3 separate regions of the Sus scrofa genome follow, and regions 2 and 3 are each linked to region 1. A link is a contact called in public Hi-C data. All regions are on one chromosome and are shown on one strand. Each heading gives the region's core, a stretch centred on a gene start, on an enhancer-like site or on the middle of the called end of the contact. The rest is flanking DNA. Distances are from core to core; before and after follow the strand shown.

Region 1 (4,315 bases), core at 1,657-4,156:
TTCTGAGTGAGATGGGAGCCACTGGAGGATTTTGAGCAGAGGAGGAAGATGATCCGACAGGTTTTAAGGTATCCTTCTGGCTTCCATGGCTGTCATGTAAGAAGACTGTAAAAGGGCCAGGTAGCAGGGAGACCAGCTAGGAGGCTGTTGCAATAGTTCAGGTGAGAAATGAGAATGCTTTTGATTAAATTGGTAGCAGTAGGTAGTAAGAAGTGGTCAGATTCTGGATATGCCTGAAGGAAGAGCTAGCAAGATTTGTTAATGGATTGGATATAAAATGTGTGTGTGTGTGTGTGTGTGTGTGTGTGTGTGTGTGTGTGAGAGAGAGAGAGAGAGAGAGAGAGAGAGAGAGAAAGAGAAAGAGATCAAAGATGATTCCAGGAGTTCCCGTCGTGGCGAAGTGGTTAACGAATCCGACTAGGAACCATGAGGTTGCGGGTTCGGTCCCTGCCCTTGCTCAGCGGGTTAACGATCCGGCGTTGCCATGAGCTGTGGTGTAGGTTGCAGACGTGGCTCGGATCCCACGTTGCTGTGGCTCTGGCGTAGGCCAGTGGCTACAGCTCCGATTGGACCCCTAGCCTGGGAACCTCCATATGCCATGGGTGCGGCCCAAAGAAATAGCAAAAAAAAAAGACAAAAAAAAAAAAAGATGATTCCAAAGTGTTTAACTTGAATGGAGTGGCCGTTTACTGAGGTGAGGAAAACAGTTTATGTAAAGTGCTTAGCATAGATACGGGCATGAAATAAGTGCTCAGTAAATATTAGCTATTCTTTCTATTGATGATTTTGGTTTCCTGGGCTGTCTAAATGCAGTCACCCAAGGCTTTGCAAATGTTGTGCATACCTGGCAATAACATCATAGGCATCATGCCTAAGTATGTACTGTGACAGACAGAATCTTTAATGAGCAATACCACCCTGTAAGATGTATGAAAGTCCTTTGGGAAAGAAAACATTTGTTGAGTTTTTAACATATTACAGGCATTGGATATTTTTCACTTAATCCTGTCTCTACCACTGAATTATACATTTCATGAGAGAGCTTCTAGTTCTTGGATACTACTGTATACACCTGGCACACAGTAGCCACCATCATTAATATTTATTAAATGAACCATCATTATTATTATGGATAGCGGTTGAGTAACTTCTCCAGGTGGAGATATTCTTAATAAATTATTATTTGTTGGATAAAGGGATGAATAAGTGCATACTATATTCCCATTAAGAGAGGAGGAACAACTGGGGGCAGACCAGATTTGGACTCAGGATTTCCTGATCCTCGAGCTTGGACCATTTCCATAGCTACATTGTGGGGCCTCACAGCCTCTTTGGCTGTGTTCGAGGATGCCTAGGGATTTGACTATTCTAATTACACCATAACATGCAAAAACCCAGGCTACTCAGAGAATGAAAGACCAGATTGTGAAGCTTTAGTAATATGATCCCAATTTTTGTTTTTGTGAAACCGGAGAACCTCAAAGCATTCATTTTATCTAACTTGCTCAAGGTCATACAGGCTGTAAGGGAAAGAAACAAAACGTGAACCCAGTCTTCCAGTGCCAGAGTCCCTGTCTAATACTCTATATAGGGATTCTTAATCTGGGGCACAGGACTCTTAGAGGGGCCGTGGATGTACTTTCTAGTGCCTTCTTCTCCCAACACTGTGTGCTTAAACTCTGTGTTCTTAGAAGGAAAAGGATTCATAGCTTTCATCATAATCTTAAAAGAGCCTGTGGTCAAAAAGTTTACCTTCAGAGTTCCCGTTGTGGCACAGCAGAAACAAATCCAACTAGTAACCATGAGATGGAGGGTTCCACCCCTGGCCTCACTCAGTTGGTTAAGGATCGGGCGTCAATGTGAGCTGCGGTGCAGGTCGCAGCCGAGACTCAGATCCTGCATTGCTGTGGCTGTGGTGTAGGCTGGCAGTTGTAGCTCTGATTTGACCCCTAGCCTGGGAACCTCCATATACTGCGGTTTCGGCCCTAAAAAGCAAGCAAACAAACAAAGAAAAAGATGATCTTCACTTTATCTTATGTATCTATTTAAAATCTTTATTTGTAAAACTGCTTTTAAATGAGTAGAAGGAAGAAAAAAGAGTGGGAAAGAATTGTAGAGATCAGCTATAACAGATGACAATTTTTTCTTCCCGTTGCTATTTGTTCATTCACACACTCATTCATTCATTCAACAAACTTGTGTTGAGCACATGCTACTGGCTAGACAGGATTCCTGAGTCTGCGAATGCTGCAACGGCAAAATCTTTGTCCTCCCTAATAGAATATAAAATCTGTGATGCCGACAAAATAAAGATATGACAATTATTTTGTCCAAGTGCCCCGAAAAAAACAGGGCAGAGTCAGAGAGGATGGGGAGGAGGGGAAATGGAATTGGTTTTTTTTGGCTGCTCCGTGGCATTTGGAGTTCCCAGGCCAGAGATCAGATCCGAGCGGCAGCTGTGACCTAAGCCGCAGCTGTGGCAACGCCGGATCCTTAACCCACAATGCTCTGCCAGGGATCGAACCTGTCTCCCAGCGCTCCCAAGACGCCGCTGATCCCATTGTTCCACAGAGGGAATTCTGGAAATGGCATTTTAGATAGGGTGATTTGTGCTAGGAATCTCCAGTTACTGTGCACGGATTTCATTGAAGGGAGCGATCTAGGATGCCAGAGTGTGCCCAGCAAAGCTTTCTTTTGCTCTTGACCTCACCCGTGTGCTGATGGTGGGGAGAAACCAGATACTCTCAGGAGTACAGACTACATGCTCCCTCGAACCCCGCGGCTGGCTGCTTTCGGACAAGGACTCTGGGCTCGGAGGACAGTGCGCAGGCTCTTTGGGACTAGGCACCGCCCAATAGGAACTTCCTTTTGAGGTTGTGGTCCCGCCCCCCAGCCCTTCTTTCTGCTTCCGCTTCCGGCGCCGAAGTGATCTAGGTCGAAAATGGCGGCAGCTGCTGGGTCCAGGGTGTCTGGGCTGCTACGTCGTTCCCAGCTGCAGCTGAGGCGGCCTATGTCGAGTAGTGCCCATGGCGAGGAGGGCTCAGGTACTGGTACTGGGGTCGCGGAGCGGGCCTCAGCCCCACTCGAGCGAAGAGCGGCGGGTCTATGACCTTGGCTTGAGGCCTTGAGGGAGGGAGGTGAGACTCAGGGCGGGTCCCCTCCAGGCCTGAGTGGTCGTGCCCCCTTTGCAGCTCGCATGTGGAAGACCCTCACCTATTTCGTGGCACTCCCCGGGGTGGGAGTGAGCATGCTGAACGTCTTCCTGAAGTCGCACCACGCAGAGGAGGAGAGACCCGAGTTCGTCCCCTACCCCCATCTTCGCATCAGGTCCAAGGTACCCCTTGCAGTCTCTTCACCTCTTATTCCAAAGCCCTTAGGCCTAGTTCTTCATTCTCTAAAAGCGTGGGTGTTGGGCGTGTAGAGTTTCTCATTTAATCCTCTCAAACACATTGTCGTTTATTATTATTTTTTTCAAACAGAATTTTCTCCAGTTTTACAGAAGGATAACTTGAGACTGGGGGGGCGGGGGTTCACGGCTCAGTTTTCTTCAAGGTCATACGGTAGATGCCCTTCGGTTTTCCTTTTTCCGAGTCATCCCACCCTTTGCCTTCTGATACTGTTCTGAAACAACTGTCCGTTGTGCAAAACTTGGAGGTTTGGGAAACTCCCTTAGACTGGCAACGTCAGAAGGGGGTTCATTTCTTTTTTTTGTTTTGTTTTGTTTTGTTTGTCTTTTTGCCATCTCTTGAACCGCTCCTGCGGCATATGGAGGTTCCCGGGCTAGGGGTCTAATCGGAGGTGTAGCCGCCAGCCTACGCCAGAGCCACAGCAACGCAGGATCCGAGCCGCGTCTGCGACCTACACCACAGCTCACGGCAACGCCTGAACCTTGACCCACTGAGCAAGGGCAGGGATCGAACCCGCAACCTCATGGTTCCTAGTCGGATTCGTTAACCACTGCGCCACAACGGGAACTCCCCGGGTTCATTTCTCTAAGACCTGGGCATCTGACATTTACTAGCTGTATAAGGAAGAGACTGAGCTTCTGTTCCTCTCCTTTACGCTAGTTATCATCCCAACTGTTTCATCTTTTGGCTGTCAATGTAGGTGTAATAATGTATTTTACATTACTTGCTGTATTTTTAACAAGAGCACTGTCTTTGAGCACCACTCCCACTCTTGTACAATAGACTTAGAAGCCATACAGCAAGGTTTCTTAACCTCAGTGTTATTGACATTTGGTACCAGATAATTCTTTTGGGGGCAAGGGGCTCTGCTGTGAGTTACAGGATGTTTAACAGCATCCTTGATCTCC
Region 2 (4,822 bases), core at 535-3,034, 47 kb after region 1:
AGTGACGCATAGAACTACTTTCAACTTCTTCTTCAGGAGTGACCCATCCTTTAACTCCTCAAATCCATAATTCCACTACTGGAAACCTGAAATTGGGAAGAGCCTCTTAATTTGATTTTACTGATATGCATAAATTGTACCTGAGTTTCTGTTATTCCCATCTGTGTGCCTCTGATCAAATTGTAAGTCTCTGGGTTAATGAGACTGAGTGGTCAAGTAGAAACAGGCAAAAATGTAAACAAAGCTTCTGATTGCGTTATTAAATTGATAACTTGTTTACGGAAGTTCTAAAACACATTAAAGGTGGAATTCTCTTTGTGAACCCAACTAGTATCCATGAGGATGTGGGTTTGATCCCTGGCCTTGCTTGGTAGGTTAAAGATCTGGCGATGTGGTGAGCTGTGGTGTGTGTTGCAGACTTGGCTCGGATCCCAAGTTGCTGTGGCTGTTGTGTAGGCTGGCAGCTGTAGCTCCAATTTGACCCCTAGCCCGGGAACTTCCATGTGCCGCAGGTGAAGCCCTAAAAAGCAAGAAAACCAAAAGAACAAAAAGCAAACGACCCCCTCCCCCCCATTTTAGGCATTTAAGTGTTGGTTGTTGAAAACCTTGCCCTTGCCGTAACTGTTCCATAAGCTGACAGTTACTGGTGAGATTCTTCCAACCCTTACTATGTGCCCCAAGTAGTGCTAAGAATTTCAAATGCATTAGTTTATTTAATATTCTCAACAAGCATATTAAGTGGTTTCCTTTTATATTTAGTCCCCCTTTTCCGATTAGAAAACTGAGGTTCAAACAGCTAGTAAATGACTGACCCTGCTCCCCAATCCCCCCTTGCTTTTTCTAACCACTTAAGCAGTTAGTCTTCCTAAACTAGAGAAAATACCTCTGAGGGATGCCTTTCTATCCACTTTGGCCCCAGAGATAAATCTCCACCAAGAAACTCCCACAGGAAAGATGGCCTCATCTGAGCAAGATGCCCCACCCTTGACACACACACTCAGGATTAACACTTCCAAATCCATTGGGAAGGTCCTCCATCCCCTTAAAAGGAAGTTAGCATTGCCCAGCAGGGAGGCCCCACTCTTGCGGATAATCTCTTAATTCACAAGGAAACCCTCTCTCATTCTTCAGGACTTCCAAACCACAACCCCCCACTGCCGCCATGTTTCAGAGTAAGTCTGGCTGGCCCAATGCAATATGAAAATGTGGCGTCCCTTTTTAAGACAAATTAATAAGAATTTCAAGAATGAGATCACAGAGCATAAAACCAAACCCCGAGGCTCCTCTTCTGCGACTGCACTGGTCACTTCCCCACGAAGCCGGCCCTGCCTCCCCTCACAGATACCTTTTCAATGAAGGGAATCGCTACCTCAGAATCGGAAAATCCTTTTGACGTGGGGTGGAGGTAGGGAGGAATGTAGGATACCCAACTTCCCAAGACTATCCTTATTGGAGAACACACCCTGGGACAACCTCTGTAAATTGAGAATCACTTCTCTTGGTTTGGGAGGACAACCCCTTCGACTACCCTAGCCGCTGGGTGGTCCTCGCTACTCAGCCACTGCACCACCTTAGGGGTGTTTGGGCCCGCACCGCGTGTGGCCCATTGCCGGGGCAACGGACGCCGAGAGCGGTGCATTGTGGTCTGCAACAAAATGCAGGAGAAAGATCCTGAGGGAACCATTCAGTCCCTGGGCCAATGGGAGAGTCTTAGGGGCTGAGTCAAGCCAATAGGGGCGTTCGGCGGGGGGCGGGGCCGGCGGGAACAGGGCGGGGCTTAGGCACTAGGCGGCGGCGGCTGGAGTGGGGCTGCTTAGATGCGCCACGGCTTCGGTAGCGACCGCCTCTCCCGACGGGTCTGATCCTCCGCAGCCCCTCCCCCAGGAGACCGTTGCAGTCGGCCAGCCGCTGCTACTTGGTAAGGCTCGGGAGGGGGTACTCCGCTACCTGGCTTCGTCCCCCGCAGGGCTTCTTCGGTCCGCGCGGCCGGCGCTTCCTGAGAGGCGGGGTGGGGGGCGTCGTCCCGGGGTGGCGTGGGGCGGGCAGAGCGGGCCTGGGAAGCAGGCGCTTTGCAGACGCAGCCGACACCTCAATTCCTTACCCTTTGCCCGGGCCTTGCCCCCCAGGTAACCATGTGTGACCGAAAGGCCGTGATCAAAAATGCCGATATGTCGGAGGAGATGCAACAGGATTCGGTGGAGTGTGCTACTCAGGCACTGGAGAAATATAATATAGAGAAGGACATTGCGGCCCATATCAAGAAGGTGAGGACAGAGCGCGGGCTGGGGGCTCGGGGAGTTTACGCACAGCTGGGGAGAGTAACAATCTAGTTCCATCTCCTTGATCCTGCGACCCAGCACGCTGCAGAGATCCTGGGGGCACACAAGGCAGCGCGGGTATAGAGGTTTCTAGAAAAGGATGCACATGATTTTTGCGCTTCTCCTGAATATTAGACCCTGAGCGCCCGAAGTTTTTTTATTACCCAGCTCCGCGGGTAAAGCGCCACCTAGCAACGGTTTCTAGGATCAGGGAGCAGCGGCTCTCCTTTCTCCGTGATTGCTGCGCGGAGGATCCATCTGGGTGTTTGGGAGGGGGGAGCTGCGTGGGTGTTTCCAGCAGGACCGGAGGGAGATCTTGCCAACCTCCAGTGGGGAGTCAGTCGGCAGTTGAGGGGAAAGTGGGTGGTAGTGATGGTGGGGGATTGGTAAATGGCAGTCTGTAGAAAGCTGGCAGGCCTGCCAACTTCTCGAGCTCTGTTTTCTAGAAGGGAAGGAAGCTGGCAGCCTAAGCCGTGGGAGGGTTCCAGTGGGGAATGAGACGATGAAAGACTTCAGATGGAACAGAAATAAATATCTTTTGACAAAGGCAGGCATGCATTGGTCTAGTTTATAAGAATGTTTTTCCCCTTAATCTAAAAGATGTCCCTGCTGAAGTACAAGAGTAGCCAAATTTTGCCTAACTCACCAGAGACTTGTAAGACTTTCATAGAGAAAGATTAGTTTTGGCCTCTGCCTAGGGTAACCAAGTGAAAAATTAACACTCGAGGGTGGGCTCTGGAAAATTTGTGGCTGCAATTTGCTATATTTGAGAACCAGGTAGTAGATTAGCACCATCAGTATAGATGGAAGCAGAAGGGCTATTGACATTAAAAATAAAATTTGCTCAGTTGGCTGTCAGGTTCTTCATCATTCTTTATAGGGACAGTGGAGAGCCAAGTGTCTTGTCCACTTAAAATTTTAACCCACAGCGGATTAGATGCTAATTGAGGCTTTGTTGTTTAGAAGTCTTTTCACATGATCCTGGAATGAGTTACAGGGCAGTATTTTGCGCTAAATATTATTTTCTTGGACCTGGGGGTGCATGTCATACAGTAGGATAGTTATGTTAAGACACAAAAACATAAACTAGAACTGTTGATGTCACCTGCTGTTAATGAATAAGAATATTCTAGAAGTTAATGATGGTGTAATTACCACAATAACAAAGCACTATTTTTGAGGCTGTCCTTTCTGACTTTTACCTCCCCAACCCCTGTTGTTCCCAGCTCAGATCAGATTGCAAGTATGTTTGCATTAATGCACTATGTAGGCGATAAAAAGCTGGGGAACATTCTTTCATTCTAAGAATGTGCAGATGCTGACGTTCCTCTTTTCTGCCCCTACAGGCTTTGCTTATCTAGGAGGCAAACTCTGACCTCTGGTTTAGCGCTAAAATTCTAGTGTTCTCTTTTTCTTTTCTCCCTCCCCCCAGGAGTTTGACAAGAAGTACAACCCCACTTGGCACTGCATTGTGGGGAGGAACTTCGGTAGTTACGTGACACATGAAACCAAACACTTCATCTACTTCTACCTGGGCCAGGTGGCCATTCTCCTGTTCAAATCTGGTTAAGAGCATGGACTATGCCACACACCCAGTGATCCATCCAAAAATAAGGACTGCAGCCTAAATTCCAAATACCAGAGACTGAAATCTTCAGCCTTGCCTAAGGGAACACCTCGAATCTTTGAACCTTTATTGTGTTGCTTTGTACAGGGCCTTCTCTGTGCTAACTTGTTGTGGTTATAAAGCAATTAGCAAAACAGCTTACATTTGTATTTATTTTCTATTCCATACCTCTCTGCCCCATGTGTTTTCTCTTCAAAAACCATTCCTTTAAAGAAAAAATAAATCTGTTGGAGAAGTATGTGTTAGTTACAATTTGTTCCAATAACCTAGGGTTGAAGATGGCCTGTTTGATCTTGAGTAGGTTGGTGGGGGTGAGTCCTTGAAGTTTCTGTGGGATATAACAGACGATCCAGCACAGGAGTTTCATTCTTAGCCATCCTGCTTCTGTTGTGCATAGAAGAGTAATACTCAGAAGTGTATGCTGAGGAGTTCCCGTCATGGCGCAGTGCAAATGAATCCGACTAAGAACCATGAGGTTGTGGGTTCCATCTTTGGCCTTGCTCAGAAGGTTAAGGTTCTGGTGTTGCTGTGAGCTGTGGTGTAGGTTGCAGGTGCGGCTTGGATCTGGCATTGCTGTGGCTCTGGTGTAGGCCAGCAGCTGTAGCTCTGATTAGACCTCTAGCCTGGGAACTTACATATGCTGTGGGTGTAGCCCTAAAAAAAAAAAAAAAACCTAAAAAAAATAAGTGCATGTTGAGAAATGCATGGCAGAGAAACTATTAAATTTTACTCTTAGTCTGAGAAATGCGTAAGGGCTCACTTTGTAAAACGATGTTGCTAAAGAGTATTCTTGGCCTTAGGCCTCAAGTAGTGGTCAATGTGCAGAACTCCTTTAAGCTTTCTATGGGTGTAAAATGGAAATAAGCTGGTAAGAAAG
Region 3 (4,718 bases), core at 1,341-3,840, 59 kb before region 1:
CTCGGGGATAGGATGTCAGAAGGCAAGATGAAAGGGCAGCTGTGACCTGCAGCCCCCTGGCTGACCACAGGCCCCCAGACTGGCCCAGGAAGGGGGAGGGGGCCACACTCACCTCGGTGCCGGTTGGTGGTTTTGTCAAACATCAGCATGGCATCGTCCACCTGAAACAGAGCTGCCGTGGAGGACTCACCAGACACGAGGGGTGAACCACCACAGCCCAGAGCAAGGGCTCCTACACCCACTGCCAACTTGTCTAGTCCAGGCTTTATCTTAAACCTGCGTGCTAGGTAGGGGATAACTTTCCATTTGCAACCCTGGGTGCCACAGAGGCACCCTCATTCAATCACTAGAGTCTCAATGGACTGGCCTGCAAAGAGTAAGCGCCAAGTATACGCCTGGTACTTTGCCCCTCTCCTCCACATTCTTTGCATAATAAGATCCTGATTTTGTAGATAAAGAAATGGGTTCAGAGAGGTGAAGCCACCTGTCCAAGGTCACACAGCAAATCCCAGACCAAGCCTGAGATGAGAAGGCACAGAGTGGGTGCTAGAGGAGAAAATACGAGAGCTGCATATGAGATGGGGAAGTGAAAGCCTCTTTCCTTTTTCCAAAAGGCCAGGAGGACAGCAGCCACTCCAGCCAGACCCAACTCCCCTCTCCTGGTACGGATCTTTTCCTCTAATTGAGGTTTCCTCTTGCTAGAGGCTGTAATTAAAGCAAGTAGAGTTCTGTGCCTGGGCTGCTTGCCTCCCACTGACTGGGGGAGGGGAAAGGGGAGGAGCAAGTGGGAGGGTCTATATTATTCCCCCATCCCTTGGACCCCAGTCTTCTCTTCTTGCTACTCCCTCAGGGTATCCTCTTGGATACTAGGACTGCCAGAGGCCTTTGCCTCCCTCTGCAGTCCCATCTCCTTCCCTTTGCCTACATCTGCTGCTTTCTCCTTGCCCTCTTAATTCTTCAGCCAATGTCAGCTGTCTCATGGGGTTAAGCTAAGGTCTGATTCATCCTCAGTGGAAATCAAGGGCTGGCTCTGATACTGCCTACCATCCCCCCATCCCACTCCAGATGCTGACCTCCCCCAAATGGTCAGACACCCAAGGGATGAAGGAAAACTTCCTTAGGCCTTGGGGCCAAGCCTCTTCCCCACTCTCCTTTGCTCTCTTTCCAGGCCCAGCATCTGCCTTGTCAAAGTGGTAAGGGCAGCGCCTGAACAGGGTGGTCCTCCAGCTAGCTCTTCTTAGGCACTAAGCTGCACCAGGCCCCCCACAACTTCCCCCTGGGAGGACCATAACCCCCACTAAGCCAGGAGGCAGCTGGGTCCCTAAAGAATCTTAGAGCTAAATGACATCTCTCTTCCCAAGGAGGCTCCTGACCCGGGGCCCTGTAGCGCAGTATCACCCTCACTCCCATCCTTATGGACTGATTCTGAGTCCCAATCCCAAACTGATTAGGCTGTCCAAACTGGATGGACACTTCATGCTTAGCACATGGAAAAGAGAAACCTGGAAAGGGAGGGTTGTGATAAAAGCATAGGCTTTGAGAGTAGGACAGGCCAGAATTGGAAAATAAACTCGGGCAAGTGACTTATGTCTGCATGATTCAAGTTCTTCATCTGTAAAATGGGCATAACTATGTCTTATAGGGAGAAGTTAAATGAGATAGTGCCTTGTAACACTTGGGATACAGTAAGTACTTAATAAGTAACAGTTATTATTATGATTAATAGTAGTACCTTTATTATAGAGGCACTTGCCCACAGTCACATGGGGGAGGGTGGCAAAGCTAGAGAGAAAACGGCCCAACACCGCTGGCTTTGAAGGTTCCATGAAGACAGTGCCTGTGTCAGTTATGACCAGGACCATCCTATTGGGCACCTCCACTTGTGTGCAATGATTACTCTTTGAATGAATGAATAGACGAACCAGCCATACCCTCCTCCTCTGATCCTGCAGCCTTGAGTTTCTGGTGGACCCATAACACATTCAGCCCAAATCCACAGCCTTTCCTCCACCCAACCTTGCAACTCCCCCCAGCCTGGCCCCACACACCCTTCAACCTGGGCCTTGGCTGGGCGAACTCCGAGTAGGGCAGTGAGGTTGAGGCCAGGGCACAGAGCAAAGAAAGTGGCTGGGGGTCCAGGGGACCCCCACCGGCCTACCCTCCCGGGGCCAGCGGAGGGGAGGGAAGCTCCCAGCCCAGTGTCCTTAATAGGCTTTGGTCTCCATGGGAACCCAGGGGCAGGGGGGATCGGGAAGGGGGAGGGGAGGTGGCCGAGGCCTGCTGACCAGTGGGAGCCGCCAAGTTCGGCGGCCGCTAAGCCTGAGTGGCAGCCATGGCGGCTGACCATTGTTCCCCCCTCGGCGGCGGCCCCTCGATCCGGGCGGGGGGCCCCCTGCCGCGGGGCCCTTGGCATTCCCGGCTGTCCCCCTCGCTCCCTGGCAGCCTATTCTCCGGCTCCCCCTGGCCTCCCCGGGCCGGTTTCACATGCCAACGCCGATTTAGGCCCGAACAAAAGACGCGGCCGCTGACGGCTTCTCCTGGGGCCCGGTTGCCATGGCAACGCCGGCCCCGGGGGCAGGCGGCCTCCAATCACAGCTGCTGGATCAGATTAGTGCGAGCTCTAATGCTCCGCGCTCAGACACAAAGACACCCCACCGGAGCCTAGCGGCCTGCTGCTTCCCAGGAGCGCCCTTCCCTCTGGGGCCCAGGCCGCCGACCTGCCCTCCGTCCTGTACGCGGGTCCCCGCAGAGGCGCCTGAGCCTAGGCCTCTGGTCCCCACATCACCAGCATCAGCTGGCCAGGGGATACCCTGCTCTCTCCTCTTCTACCCTAGGGACAGAGGGCTGGAGACCCACCCAGTCCCCAGCTCCCATCCCATTCCCATGCCACGTTCTCATGTGCCCTTTGCCTAACAGGGAACTAAAAGAGCCTTGATGGGAAAGTGAGACTCAGCCCTGCAGCCTGTCGCTCATCAGAAAAGACCAGGGACCCCAGCATTAAGCACAGTAGCCCTACTTCACCCCAAGACTTAAAACTTGGCCCCCTTTGCCATCTCCCTATGGGAGCTTGAAGTTCAAATTGCTCACATTTCTGGGGACATCCTTTTGTCTGATGTCACCACATTGACTTCGTGGACTAAATGGCTCCAGAAATTTAAGCTCTCCATGCACCTCAGAGCTGAGAGCCAATCCTCTGGAACTGACCAGGAATTTGGGGTGGTCTCTTCAGCCCCTTCCCAATAGCTAAGAGATCAGCATACACTGCCGCCCCCCCGCCCCCCACTCCCACTTGTGCCAGCAGGGTCCTGAGTACAACCAGGAGTCATATTTATTGCCTCCTTATCATCCTCACCAGGAAGGAGTGGGGGAAGGTACAACCGCCCGTGGACTGGACAGGTGCAAACTCCCAGGAGGCTAAGAGGTGACTGGATTGAACTGGCTTCGGGAGCACAGCCTCCCTCAGGAGAATGAAGATAAGCAGGAGAAGGGCAACAACAGGGACAGCTACTGTGTGGCTTCTCTCCCTGGGGATGCATCCAGAGTCTGAGGCCCACAGATAGGCCAGGAGCCTGCATGGTGGGTTGGCCTGGTCTTACCCACAAAAGGACCCTGCCCCCTTTTCAACTCTTGCAGGCATTGGAATGGCCTGGCTGGACTCTGCTCACTACTGACCAAAATTCTACAGGGCTTTCGTACCCCCAGCCGGCACCCCCAGTTTTGACCCACCTTCCCAAACTGCTCAAAATATTGCTTCACGTCCTCCACTGTGGTGTTTACTGATAGGCCCCCAACAAAGATCTTCTTCGTTCGAGTCACCATCTGTTAGGGGAGGGAATGAGAAAGTGGGCATCTGAGTCCTGTGGCCTACCGCCACCAGCAGGGGCTCCAGCCCTCCTGCCAGGGCGCCAGCTGACAAGCTCTCTGTGGCCCCAGCTACTTGGATGCCCCCAGCTCTCCCTCAGACCCCCACCTCTAGGCCTGTCACAGGCAGCTGTGCACCCCACACCCTGGCTGGCTCGCTCCCTGAGGTCTGTGTCAGGAAGGGGGTGGCTTAGTGACCTATAGCCTACCTCAAAGACCCCACCAGCCACTCCTGGGAGAGACCGAAGGCCCATTCCAGAGTCCCCCTGAACTCAACACCGACATTTTCCTCATCAGCCTCCTCCCAACCCAACCTCTGGCAGCCTCGTGGTTCCAGCCCTGTTTTAGGAAGAACACATGGTCCTAATTACCCCAGGAGCGCATGGCTAATCCACAGCAATTCCCAGCCCCATCCTAACACTAAAGCACCTTCTGTCACCAAACTGCTTAATGGAATTAACCCAATTCCGACCATGTGCTCCCTGGTGCGGCTTCCTTCGAATACCTGCTCCATAATTGCTTTCAGGCCCTCTGCTGGACCCTTCCAGTGATGCCCTTTTCCTGTCTCCTAAAACCCGCCTCTCTCCCTTGCCATGGCAGGAGCTGGGCACCAAGACTCAAAATCTTGAATCATCTCAGTTCTCACCAACCCCTTGCAAAGGGGGAAACTGAGATCTCCTGGAGAGGGACCAAGGCCTAGGACACATGATCAGCCAGCAGACTCAGGGGTCCTGCTCCCCACACCATAGTCAGCTTTCCAGCTATCTCCTGCTTCCCACTGCTTAAAAGTTAAGATGTGGCCAGTTGCCCTCAAGCCTGGAATAAACTCTTAGACCCCTGTCCTGCACCCAAAGTTT

What was found. A called contact is a pair of places that touch in the nucleus more often than the background predicts.
Region 2: a Hi-C map of liver shows a contact between it and region 1, with 2.6 times the contacts expected there. The contact joins the promoter of DYNLL1 here to the promoter of COX6A1 in region 1. A contact is called at or near these places in 7 of 47 Hi-C or Micro-C datasets (embryonic fibroblasts, fibroblasts, heart right ventricle and 2 more) and 2 of 2 datasets of contacts at active chromatin or transcription factors (alveolar macrophages and skeletal muscle).
Region 3: a contact with region 1 is called in a Hi-C map of epiblast stem cells, with 1.6 times the contacts expected there. The contact joins the enhancer-like site here to the promoter of COX6A1 in region 1. A contact is called at or near these places in 2 of 5 promoter capture datasets (fetal skeletal muscle and liver), 29 of 47 Hi-C or Micro-C datasets (alveolar macrophages, blood, brain and 15 more) and 2 of 2 datasets of contacts at active chromatin or transcription factors (alveolar macrophages and skeletal muscle).

What each region holds. Positions count from the first base shown.
Region 1 is chr14:40,405,694-40,410,008 of Sscrofa11.1, forward strand. It overlaps COX6A1 (cytochrome c oxidase subunit VIa polypeptide 1), which reads left to right and starts at 2,907. Exons shown (of 3, transcript NM_001190221.1): 1 at 2,907-3,044; 2 at 3,192-3,334. The coding sequence starts at 2,942.
Region 2 is chr14:40,454,170-40,458,991 of Sscrofa11.1, forward strand. DYNLL1 (dynein light chain LC8-type 1) reads left to right here and starts at 1,785. Exons shown (of 3, transcript NM_001195114.2): 1 at 1,785-1,918; 2 at 2,127-2,264; 3 at 3,751-4,183. The coding sequence starts at 2,133. The coding sequence ends at 3,888.
Region 3 is chr14:40,347,306-40,352,023 of Sscrofa11.1, forward strand. It overlaps MSI1 (musashi RNA binding protein 1), which reads right to left. Exons shown (of 14, transcript NM_001315570.1): 6 at 3,727-3,819; 7 at 113-161. Among named protein-coding and RNA genes, the nearest start is that of MSI1, 7.0 kb to the right of the region's middle. Within about 2 kb of position 2,591, at least 24 of the 83 cell types and tissues checked have an H3K27ac peak or open chromatin away from gene starts, as enhancers often do. A contact at or near this core is called in brain, epiblast stem cells and undifferentiated spermatogonia, where this site is marked.